Linked DNA regions of Mus musculus: regions 2, 3 and 4 are each linked to region 1. Evidence: chromatin contacts called from public HiChIP or PLAC-seq data. All regions are on one chromosome and are shown on one strand. The core of a region is the stretch at or near the end of the contact, and the rest is flanking DNA. Distances in the headings are between cores, read along the strand shown.

Region 1 (2,582 bases), core at 27-2,526:
GTCTCAAGGAGACTGAAAGCCTTTTCTAAGCCGCAAGAGAGTCTTGTTACACAGAAGTATTCAGCCTACGGATGAGCAAGCTGCCTTTCTGGACCCATGGCCACGCGCTGGTTGCCCTGGGAGGCTGGAACAAGTCTCTCATATTAAAACACACCATCTGCCTACAGTGCTCCAAGGAGACTCTAAGAAATAGTTACTAGTTCTCTTTTTCTTGGAGAATTTTTTTTTATGTTGGGGGCCCCTTACTCTCTGGAAACATTATCTCTCATGTCAAAAGTCCATACTAGTTGTTCCCCACTGCACACACTCCACAGTCATCGCCCCTCACCCTGGACTTTTTCTCTCCATCATCCACAGCCCAAAGATTCTTTTAAAAATTAACAAAAACAGAAGGGAAAAAAATGCCACAAGACCAAGATTACTAGCAGATGTTCCGGCGATGCTGGAGAGTGGAAAAGGCACTGGAGACTGGAATTCCCTCCTCAGCCCCTTTGGAAAGCAGCACAGAGCTAGTGATGGTCTCGAGGACACACCTCAATGCACTTCCTCACGGTTTCATTCTTTCAAGAAATATCCTCTGAATAAGAAAAGATGCCAAGCCTGCAGCTGAGCTCCTCCGCCACAAAGGGAATAAGAAACATTTACTGAGAGCTTGTTATGTGCAAGACACTACTCTAAACCTCCCAGGTTAGAGTGTACTAACCCAGTTTCCATAACAACTCATGTTTATCCTCAAATGGGAAAACAGTGACAGGGAGTGATGATAAAATTGTTGGTCCAAACAGCAATATGAACTAACCAGTACCCCCAGAGCTCGTGTCTCTAGCTGCATATGTAGCAGAGGATGGCCTAGTTGGCCATCATTGGGAAGAGAGGCCCCTCAGTCTAGCAAACCTTATATGCCCGAGTACAGGAGAATGCCAGGGCCAAAAAGCGGGAGTGGATGAGTAGGGGAACATGGCAGGGGGGAGGATATAGGGGGAGGATAGAATTTGAAATTTGAAATGTATATAAAGAAAATATCCAATTAAAAAAATGTGAAAAAAATTGATGGTCCAAAATCACACAGGTGGGAGAAAGAGAGTTCAGAACTGGAGCCTCAGTAGTCGGATTCTTTAGCCTAAGCCACAAGTCAACAAGCTTTTCCTGTAAAGGGCAAGATAAGAAATGATTTAGACTTCATGAGCCAAATGGTCTCCTGCTATTACTCACTTCAGCTACAATAGCTCAGAAGCAGTGCTGGGTAATGCATACATAAGCAGGCGTGGCTGGGTTCTGATATGACTATATGCATGGATGCTGACATCTGAATTGCATAGCATTTTTATGTGTCATGAAGTAGTCCTGATCGGTTGAGTAATTTTTCCTAGTCGTTTAAAAATATAAAACTCTTAACAACATCATGAATTAAACAAAATAAGAGGTAAGCTAGATATATTTTCAGTCTCTAAGACTGATCCCTGGCCCAGGTTATATTAGGAAATAACACAGTGTTATTTTCCTTGTGGGTCCTGTAACCTGGCTGGGGGGTGTAAGCTGAGAGCTTTACATTTGTGCACTTGATGCTTGTTTGGCCTGCATCACTCCACCTATAGCCTCCCCTGTCCCTGGTTCAATCCTTCTTGTCTGAAGGGGTTCACAGTGACCTCTTTCCTCTAAGGCATCTTTTCTTGATGCTTGTTGCTCTCTTCCCAGTGATAACGTTTCTTCCCAGCACTCTCTCCTCTATGTTAATGGCCTTACAGCTACCTAATGCTATGTCTGCATAGAGAAGTAAGATCTCATATATTTGTCCTTTCCAGGATCCTAATCAGACTCGACATGGACAGGACATACACAGGTTAATGGAATTATTTTAAGGATGGAGAATTATTGCCCAGGTGAAGGCAAAATGAACATATAAACTGAGTTGTATAAAAGAGTACTCAGGGCCAGTAAGATGGAGGAGAGCTGGTATGGTATCCTGGGGGTACAGCAAGCACGGTCAGTCAAGAAGCAGGATAAGCAGGGATGAGCAGGTATAGCAGCTCATGCCTATCATCCCTAGCACTTAAAAGACTGTGACAGGGAGATAGATAACCGTGAGTTCAAGGCTACAGAGTGAGTGGGATAGAGTGAGACCCAGGTAACACAGTCAAACACAAACCAAAAAGAAGAACAAAAGGAGGAGCAAGAAGAGGAGGAGGAGGAGGAAGAGGAGGAGGAGGAGGAGGAGAAGCAGGAGGGGCAGGAGGAGGAGGAGGAGGATAAAGTAGAGGAGAGGGAGGAGGAAAAGAACGAAGAAGAGGAACAGTGACTGCAGCAGCTAGCAGCAGCAGCCAGAATAATGAAAAGTACGGCATGACCAGTTATCAGTAGACCAGGAAAACTGTGCAAGTGATAAAAGGAGCAGCCTTGAAGTCAGTGCTTGCATTAGCACTGGATCCCCACTGGGCATATTTGCATGTTCTAAAATTTGGGGGATGCTGTTGACAATTTCAGATTTATTGTTTCTATGATCTGACTTTCTCCTAAAGGATAAAAACATTTCACCCCCAAAATGTGCAGCCTGGGTGTAATTAATATAATGAGTTACAGGCAGC
Region 2 (2,582 bases), core at 22-2,521, 450 kb before region 1:
CTTCTGACACTCCTAAGATAAATTCCTGAATCTACAACAGAGGCGCTTACAAGGTGCTGTCTCCAGGGTCCCTCGGGGAAATGCTTTGAGGAGAAAGTAATGTCAGTCAGTGCGCACCCCTCCCTCCACACACCCACCTTTCCCTTTGATCTTAGCATGTTTACCTGTGGCTTACTGGTACCAAGACAAACTAGGTATGGAACATTGGGCTTTGAAATAGGTCTGGTTCTCCAATAGGCGTTCTTTGAAGTCAGATCCATTATGTATTGTTTATTGCCTTTCCAAGCGTGCCCACATGTATTTCTAAGACCAGGGCTCATCTTTACTTATTCAAAAGAACTCCAGTTTGTTGCCATATTGGCCATCCTTTGATTTTTTTTTCTTTTTTAAGAAGAGTGAAATAGTACCTCTGGAGTCCATTTTGTCCACTTACAAAGTATTTTAACAATATACGTTAGGGGCAATTTTACATCTCTCTGTACCATTACTATCTTCCCAAGCACAATTATATGTCAAGTGAACAACTCAGAACTCCTTATGCCCTGTAATAAATCATCAATGTAATGGGTAAAAAGAATTTGTCATTGTTCGCTGTATATACAGAGTTATGTGGCATCTAACCTCAAATTTCTTTTAGATCACATATAAATACATAATAAAATAATAATGCTCATTAGTCAACACCAAATATAAGTTCCAGATGTTTGAACATCAAAGTATTTATAGGCCTATAGAAACTGCCTTGAAACAGGAACTGCTCCTCCGGAGTGGGACAGCAAGACAGGGCTATGAAACCTTCTTGAGTCCTCAGAAACAAAAGCTATTCTTGTTTATGCATAAATTATGAATGACTTTATTTTTTAAGGCTGAGTCATTGGCCAGTACATGTGTCTACAAATCCGGTTTCACAGGCGAATGGGAACTGACCAGACTAACAAGAATTCTACAACAAATCACTTTTTCCCCATTTTGTCTGGGGGTTCTGCCACTGCTCTTGTTAAGGCACAGTGGAGTTGGCGTCTTTGGCTACTTGCCTTGCCACAGACCCATACCACTTAGTTGCCAAGTAAGGGCTGGCTGCTCAGAACACAATGGCAGGGCAATAGGCTGTGGAAGAAGGGTCTCCACAGCTCCCTCAAGTGGTGGGACTGAATGCTGGCAGTAGGGTCTCTGGAAGGAAGCCACCCCACCCCCACCTCAAGCTGATGCCAATTCCAGAATTGCTCCCCTTCCCAGCCCTCAACTTAGTGGCCTTATGTTCACAGTGAGGGTAGGAGAAAGCCCTGGAGGCTCTGAGAGTGACTGTACCACTTAGTCACTGACTGATCTTTAGCAAATAAGCTGACTTTCCTCTTAAAATTTCTCATTCATAGAATGAAGAGTCATACAGAATCACCTTTCAGGTCCTGTCCATCATCGATGAGCTATGATCTGATTTTGATTCAACTACACAGGAAGAATGAAATGTATTTTAAGTTTATCAATACCACACACGCACCCCCCCCCCAGCCGATGTTCAATACGGCTAATGAGTGGTTTCGTTAATCATGACTCAAGAGAGAATTTCACCAGCAACACAAACCTCCCCAAACGAGTAGCTAGCTATCCTTTGCTGCAGCAAGGAACAAACTTGGAGATGTTAGGTATTTTCTGGGGGATTTGATATGAAAACGCCATATCCATATAGCTTGTTGGCAACATGAAAAACACGTCTCTGTTGTTCTTTTCTGCCTCAAGTCTCCCTCACACAGGAAGGAGAGAAAGGAGGATGCTTCACACTAACAGTGATTCAAACTCTCCAGCGACTGAGTCTGTGAATGTCAAGAATTCAAGCATGACTTAGTCACCCTCATTTTCTACCCTAAATGCTTTCTGTTGATCTCTATAACCACAGAGGAAGTATCCTCTGGAGAGAAGTGTTTGTTTCTTAAAACATCACAGAGGCAAATTAATATTTGAATCTGAGTTCCATGGAGCTTTTTTGGGGGGAAGCCATTTTTGGGTGGAGACAATCAAACTTCTTTTTATCCTCTGCTCAGAGGGAATCTATTTATATTAGCACACTTGTCCGTGCTAAGAATCTTGAGATGCTGGGGAGATGGCTCAGTGGGAAAGAACACTTTCATGCAAGTGTGAGGACCTGAAGATGAATCTTCAGTAACCCTGGGAAAGAGCCAGGCGTGGCTATGTGTGTCTATTAATTGGAATCCTGGGGAACAGAGGCAAGCAGGTCCCAGGAACTTGCTGGCCCATCAGGCTAGCTAAAAAGACAGACTTCCAGTTCACTGAGAGACACTGTCTCAGGGCACTCAGGCCGTGAGTGACAGAGAAAGGCTCAATGTCTTCCTCTAGCTTCCACATGTGTGCACACAGTCCCAAGCACATCTGTATACTCATTGTGTAGACATTACATACAGCTTCCTCCCCCCCCAGAAGTCTTGACTTCCCTCTGATAAACTTTGACAAATATAAAAGATCAATAGCAGTCACATATTAGTTTTCATTAAGAAACGACTGCAAGCGTCTACCATCAACATGGGATAATGGCAGTGTGGACTAGAGATGATTTACACCTTAAAGCC
Region 3 (2,582 bases), core at 44-2,543, 330 kb after region 1:
GCCAGCCGCTCATGTTACATCCACAGTCGGGAATCAGAGAGGAATGAGTGCTAGCTTTCTCCATTTTTATACAGTCCAGAGAATGGTGTCACCCAGTTAGGATGGGTCTTCCTACACTAATTAACCTAATTGAGAAAACCCCTCACAGACATGCCCACAGGCTTGTTTCTCTGGTGTTCTAGGTCCTTCCAAGTTGACCATATTAATCTACCATGCTATCGGTCCCCAGAATACAAACATTCTGTATTTGTAAATTCTCCTCCTCCTCAAACTTCATTTTAAACTCCAGTCAAAGCTTGAGATGTGGTTTTTTTTTTCTTCTTTTCATTATGTTTGTTTATATTTTAGTTATTTATTTGGAAGGAAAGAGTACTTAAGTGTCACAGCACACATGGGGTGGTGTCTCTCTTTCCACCATGTGAGTCCCTAGGATTGAACTCAGGTCATCCGGCTTAGCGGCAAGCACCTTTACCCACATAGCCAGCTCATTGATCCTGTCTTAGTTTTGTTGATACAGGGTCTCATTCTTGTCCAGGCTGACTTAGAACTCCCTACATAGTTTAAGCTGCCTGCAGCTCAAGGCAATCCTACCCAGGCACACTCCTCACAGGCGTGAGCCACCACACCCAGTGCTTTCTGGGCCACTCGGGATGTGGGACACTTCAGTTCAACCTGCATATTCCCACCTGAAGAGTTCCTCTGTGCTCCTGCTGTCTCAGCACTGAGAGAGTAGGACAGAGGATGGCCAGTTCAAGGCCAGGCAGAGACACATGGCAAGACTGTCTCAACGAAAAGCAAAAGCAAATAAAACAAAAACAGTAACGCTTACAGAACACAGCCAGGTACAGAGTGATGTGGGGAGGGAGATATGAGCAGGGACTCAGAGGAACTTGACCACATTTCCTCTGGAAGGCACAGGTGAGCATTCCTAACTTGTGTCAGCTTTTTGGGACAGTCACTCTAGAGGACTAAAAGTAATTTTGGATGAATTGTAAATTATAACTCTTCTGAAACATCCCTATTTCTTTTCTTTTCTTTCTTTCTTTCTTTCTTTCTTTCTTTCTTTCTTTCTCCTTCCTTCCTTCCTTCCTTTCTCTCTTTCTTTCTTTCTTCCTTTCTTCCTTTCTTCCTTTCTTCCTTTCTTCCTTCCTTCCTTTCTTTCTTTCCCTGCCTTGTAAACCCTCAGCTGGGAACACTCCTGGGTTACATACAAATTTTTTTTGTGTCTGTCAATGACCATAGAGGTCCCATAAGGAGCTGAATGTGTGGTGACTCACACCTGGACTCCTAGCTTAAAAGGCAAGGGCAGGGGGATCACCTCAAGATTGAGGGAAGCCTGGGCTAGGTATCCCATGTAGTTAAGGGTGACCTTAAATTCCTGATCCTCTTGTGAATGCCTTGGAAGTGCTGGGGTTGCTGACCTGTGCCACCACTTCCTGTTTACCCACTGCTGGGCACTGAACCCAAGGATTCATACATCCTAGGCAGACAACTGAGCTAACCCCCAGCCTCAAGCCCCACACCGGCTTGCACTTTTTCATTTTGCATAGACAGCTGCTGCCTAGCAACACTGTCCTGCCGGGCACAGCAGAAAAGCCAGTCATCGTCAGCTGTCCTTAATGGGAAAACACCTTGATTGGTTTATAGTGCTCAGGGAAGGGCAAAGCTGCCAGGGAGAGAGAAGTTAAATACTAACTGGGGAGAAAACTGCCAATGGCCAGTTACTTCAGAGAAAAAGCTAGGTGGTGAGGAGGAGGATGACTAGGAAGAGGGAGAGAGGGAGGGAGGAAGGAAGAGAGAGAGGGAGGGAGGAAGGAAGGAAAGAAGGAACGAACGAACGAACGAACAAACGAACGGTGAGCCAACCTCTTCCTTGACTGCTCTGCTGGTACATGGGATCCAGTACAGAAAATCCCCCAAATAAAAAAATAAACGCAGTACACATCTGTCTCAGCTACCCGGCATAAAATAACCAAGGAGACCTCTGGCCTTCTATCCTGAGTCACCCGCCTGGCGCCTCTCATGCCTCTTGGAAAGTCAGGGGTTATGGGGTCAAATGGGCATAGATTAAAAGACTACTCATCTCTTTCTCTTTCTCCCGGGCTCTCCATCGGCAAGCTGAGGGCTGATAACAGTTTTTGAAGATCTGGGAAGGACTGAGAGAAAGCTAGTACCCACTGCCATTCTTGATCCACGTGGGTCATTCAAGGTTGGACCACGTTGCTGCTTTACCCCACCCCCCCATCCCCCCCACCCCGCTTCCAGCAGCACATTCACTTGTAAGTATGGTCTCTCTATCAACCCCTCACCCTAGAGAAAAAAGGCTCAAGTGCTCACAGTCCCCCAAGTTTGATTGTATACCCACTACTACTTTGGGGTACAGCCCTGCCCTGCCCTGATGATGCTGTCTTCCCATCTTACATAATAAAGTTTTATACAACCCTAAGGCTCCAAACAGTGATAGGAGAGTGTGGAAAGCAGGGCGGGTGCTGTTCATCCCTAGTTACACTCCAGTGGGAGCAAGATGCTGCTTGGGGAAAGTGCTTCTCCTGCTTAATAAAATTCAGACTGGTGCCAACCTG
Region 4 (2,582 bases), core at 35-2,534, 270 kb after region 1:
ACCTCCTAATAGGGCCACTCCCTGGGCCAAGCATATACAAACCATCCCAAGAGGCAACCAGACATTTAAGAGCAGAAGAATGCAGTGAGGTGCTGTAGTGTCTCTGTCCAGCTTTCCAGAACCAATTGCATACATCTCCCTAAGCATGCAGTGACTTTACCTTGCTAACTGAACATCAGCGGTGAGCACTGAAAGCACTGAGCCAACGATAGGGATAAAGGCTTTCTTGGAGATTGGATCATCTCACTTAGCTGATGATAATGTAGGATTCTATGCAAGCACTTGCTTTCATGTAGAAAACCCTCCTACCAGATCCTTAAGAACCCATTCTTCCAATGACAGGGGCCACTGAGGTCATTTACTTGGTAGAATGTTTGTCTAGCATGCCCAAAGCCCTGGGTAACATCCACAGCACTGCATGAAACTAGACATGGTGACACATCCCTGTAAACCCAGCACTGAGGAGGAGGGGAAAGGACATGTTACTAGCAAGTCTGAACCAGCCTTAAAAAAAAAAAAAAAAAAAAAAGTTACCAGCCCACTTTTGCTCGAAGGGTTTTGCAGAGGGTAGCATAAGGTAGATTTAGACTTTGTCCTCTCTATAGTCCTCTGGCCACACTGAGCTGATCAAGGCACCCTTGCCTTCCCTTTCCTCCAAGTCCTTTCCCTGGCTGCTCTGTTTGTCATCTCACCTACCCATCATAGAAGATGCTCTGGTTCCTGTGTGCCTCTATGAAGGCAGCAGGATGACCGTGGGCCATCCTCGCCATCGCTAAAGCCTTGATTTCCTAGGCTGCCAAGGAGGGAAATATGAGCTGCGTTGTCTACTGCACAGACTCGTGGGAAAGAAACAAGATGGTCCCAGGCCACACAGGAGAGGTGAGCACAACAAAGGCACGGACTGCTGAGCGTCAAGCTGGAAGCGGCTCTGAAAGCATGGAAACCAACCTTCTCAACTTACAGAAGGGAAAACCCAGGCGCGTATTCCTTGGCTCGGTGACCGAGGGCCGTGGAAAAACATGATCTCCTGGGCGTCCCAGAAGACCTCTCTCTTTTGCCCACCACGGACATGTGGGCACCACCAGGACAGACCTCCCAAGAATGAGAGGCTAGGACTAGAGTAGAAGCAATGACTGCCCACAACTTTCTCAGCTGTGGTTCAGTAGAGGAAGAGTGAATCTGAGAAAAAAGAGAGGGATGTGAGCTGTTGGGGCCGCTGCCACCGCTGCCGCCACCGCTGCTGCACAGAGGCCCTGCGGTGTTACCTTGTGTGGTCATGAGCACCAGCTGACTCACCCCACATCCCTGGCACTCCCAACCCCATCTGGAGAGAGGAAGGATGAGAGGTAGAGAGGGAGGCCCAGAGTAATGGAGCTATGCAGAACTGAAAGATCCGGTGGGAAAAAAAAGAGTTAGGACACAAGCTGAGCTCTTAAGGCAGCTGTGCTTGGGCTCCAGGGAAATGGTCATCAAGGACTTACTGTGCTCCTTGAAGGAGATAGAGAGGGTCAAGGCTGGGTTAAGTATCGCAGAGCAGATGGCATCAGTAAGAGTCCAGAACAAGGACAAGGGGCACTCTGCCCAAGTCCAGGAGAAAAAGTACAGAAGGCAGGGACTTGTGGCCCTCAGCTGTCTCCTAGAAACTCAGGGGGAGGATTCAGTTATGGTTTTAATCATTTTTTTCATTACCCAAGCAATGCATTCTCAATGCAAACAATGCAGACGTTACATAGAGCAGAAACCTCTCTTGGGAGCCACTCTCCCCAGAGACTCATTCTGATGTCCTCCTGCCTTCTCAGCCTCTGCGCATGAGTTTAAGCCTGTAGATGTTCATATGGGAAGTTATGCAGCTGTGTGCAGATGTGTGGCCATCTGTAAAGAGGATCAGCCATGCAAGCCATCCCAATTGACGTGTTCACACCCTCGTTCCACGGGACACCATACCTACAGAGCTTCGTGCATCCTTTGTAAACTGTCACCGTGCAGTTCCATAGCCAGGGAGAGTGATGGAGTTGCCTAACCACGCCCACACTGAAAGGGGTTGTTTTCCCCAGCCTTACATTTCCAAGTAGTATACCAACAAGAGTCTTTCCACGAGCTCGCTAACTAGGAATCAAATGAAAAATACAAGATGGGATTGCTGGTTCATGCCTACAGTCAAAGTGCTTGAGAGGCCGCGGAGTAGGAGGATTGCCGTGAGCAGAGCTATGTAGTGACACCCTGTCTCCGATAAATTACTACCCAATACATAAATATCCAAGAGAAAACATAATTTTAAAAAGAAAGCTATATTATATATAATATACACACATGTATATACGTATGTATGTATGTATGTATGTATGTATGTATGTATGTATGTATGTATGTGATGAGAGCAGCTTATCTGTAAAGTTATCTCCCCAAGAGGTAAGAATTTCCTAAGAAATGTGGGAATCTCAACCCAAAACATGTCCCTCGATCTAAAAACCCATCTGGCCTCAGATACTGCAGGCGTGTTGCCAAGAATTGTGATAGCCTATACCCAAGATGGGACCGAAATGTTCGATAAGTTGCTTCCATCTCCATGTGCAAGGGTTCTG

The links. HiChIP or PLAC-seq counts read pairs in DNA pulled down with a chosen protein or histone mark.
Region 2: a FOXA1 HiChIP or PLAC-seq map of pancreatic cancer cells shows a contact between it and region 1. The contact joins two enhancer-like sites. A contact is called at or near these places in 2 of 15 datasets of contacts at CTCF or cohesin (both in the NIH/3T3 cell line), 1 of 484 Hi-C or Micro-C datasets (Sertoli cells) and 3 of 115 datasets of contacts at active chromatin or transcription factors (the NIH/3T3 cell line, embryonic stem cells and pancreatic cancer cells).
Region 3: a contact with region 1 is called in a FOXA1 HiChIP or PLAC-seq map of pancreatic cancer cells. The contact joins two enhancer-like sites. A contact is called at or near these places in 1 of 15 datasets of contacts at CTCF or cohesin (the NIH/3T3 cell line) and 1 of 115 datasets of contacts at active chromatin or transcription factors (pancreatic cancer cells).
Region 4: a contact with region 1 is called in an HNF4G HiChIP or PLAC-seq map of pancreatic cancer cells. The contact joins two enhancer-like sites. A contact is called at or near these places in 1 of 15 datasets of contacts at CTCF or cohesin (the NIH/3T3 cell line), 4 of 484 Hi-C or Micro-C datasets (the MC3T3-E1 cell line, cerebral cortex, cortical neurons and 1 more), 6 of 115 datasets of contacts at active chromatin or transcription factors (the NIH/3T3 cell line, astrocytes, cardiomyocytes and 3 more) and 1 of 9 other capture datasets (embryonic stem cells).

What each region holds. Positions count from the first base shown.
Region 1 is chr4:55,926,260-55,928,841 of GRCm38.p6, reverse strand. No RefSeq gene overlaps it. Among named protein-coding and RNA genes, the nearest start is that of Gm34482, 26 kb to the left of the region's middle. Within about 2 kb of position 1,276, at least 35 of the 459 cell types and tissues checked have an H3K27ac peak or open chromatin away from gene starts, as enhancers often do. A contact at or near this core is called in pancreatic cancer cells, where this site is marked.
Region 2 is chr4:56,373,155-56,375,736 of GRCm38.p6, reverse strand. No RefSeq gene overlaps it. Among named protein-coding and RNA genes, the nearest start is that of Gm42291, 58 kb to the right of the region's middle. Within about 2 kb of position 1,271, at least 59 of the 459 cell types and tissues checked have an H3K27ac peak or open chromatin away from gene starts, as enhancers often do. A contact at or near this core is called in pancreatic cancer cells, where this site is marked.
Region 3 is chr4:55,592,297-55,594,878 of GRCm38.p6, reverse strand. All of the region lies in intron 1 of Gm12506 (a long non-coding RNA gene), which reads right to left. The region is part of intron 2 of Gm12511 (a long non-coding RNA gene); the gene reads right to left. Among named protein-coding and RNA genes, the nearest start is that of Gm12511, 22 kb to the right of the region's middle. Within about 2 kb of position 1,293, at least 25 of the 459 cell types and tissues checked have an H3K27ac peak or open chromatin away from gene starts, as enhancers often do. A contact at or near this core is called in pancreatic cancer cells, where this site is marked.
Region 4 is chr4:55,657,828-55,660,409 of GRCm38.p6, reverse strand. No RefSeq gene overlaps it. Among named protein-coding and RNA genes, the nearest start is that of Gm12511, 87 kb to the right of the region's middle. Within about 2 kb of position 1,284, at least 19 of the 459 cell types and tissues checked have an H3K27ac peak or open chromatin away from gene starts, as enhancers often do. A contact at or near this core is called in pancreatic cancer cells, where this site is marked.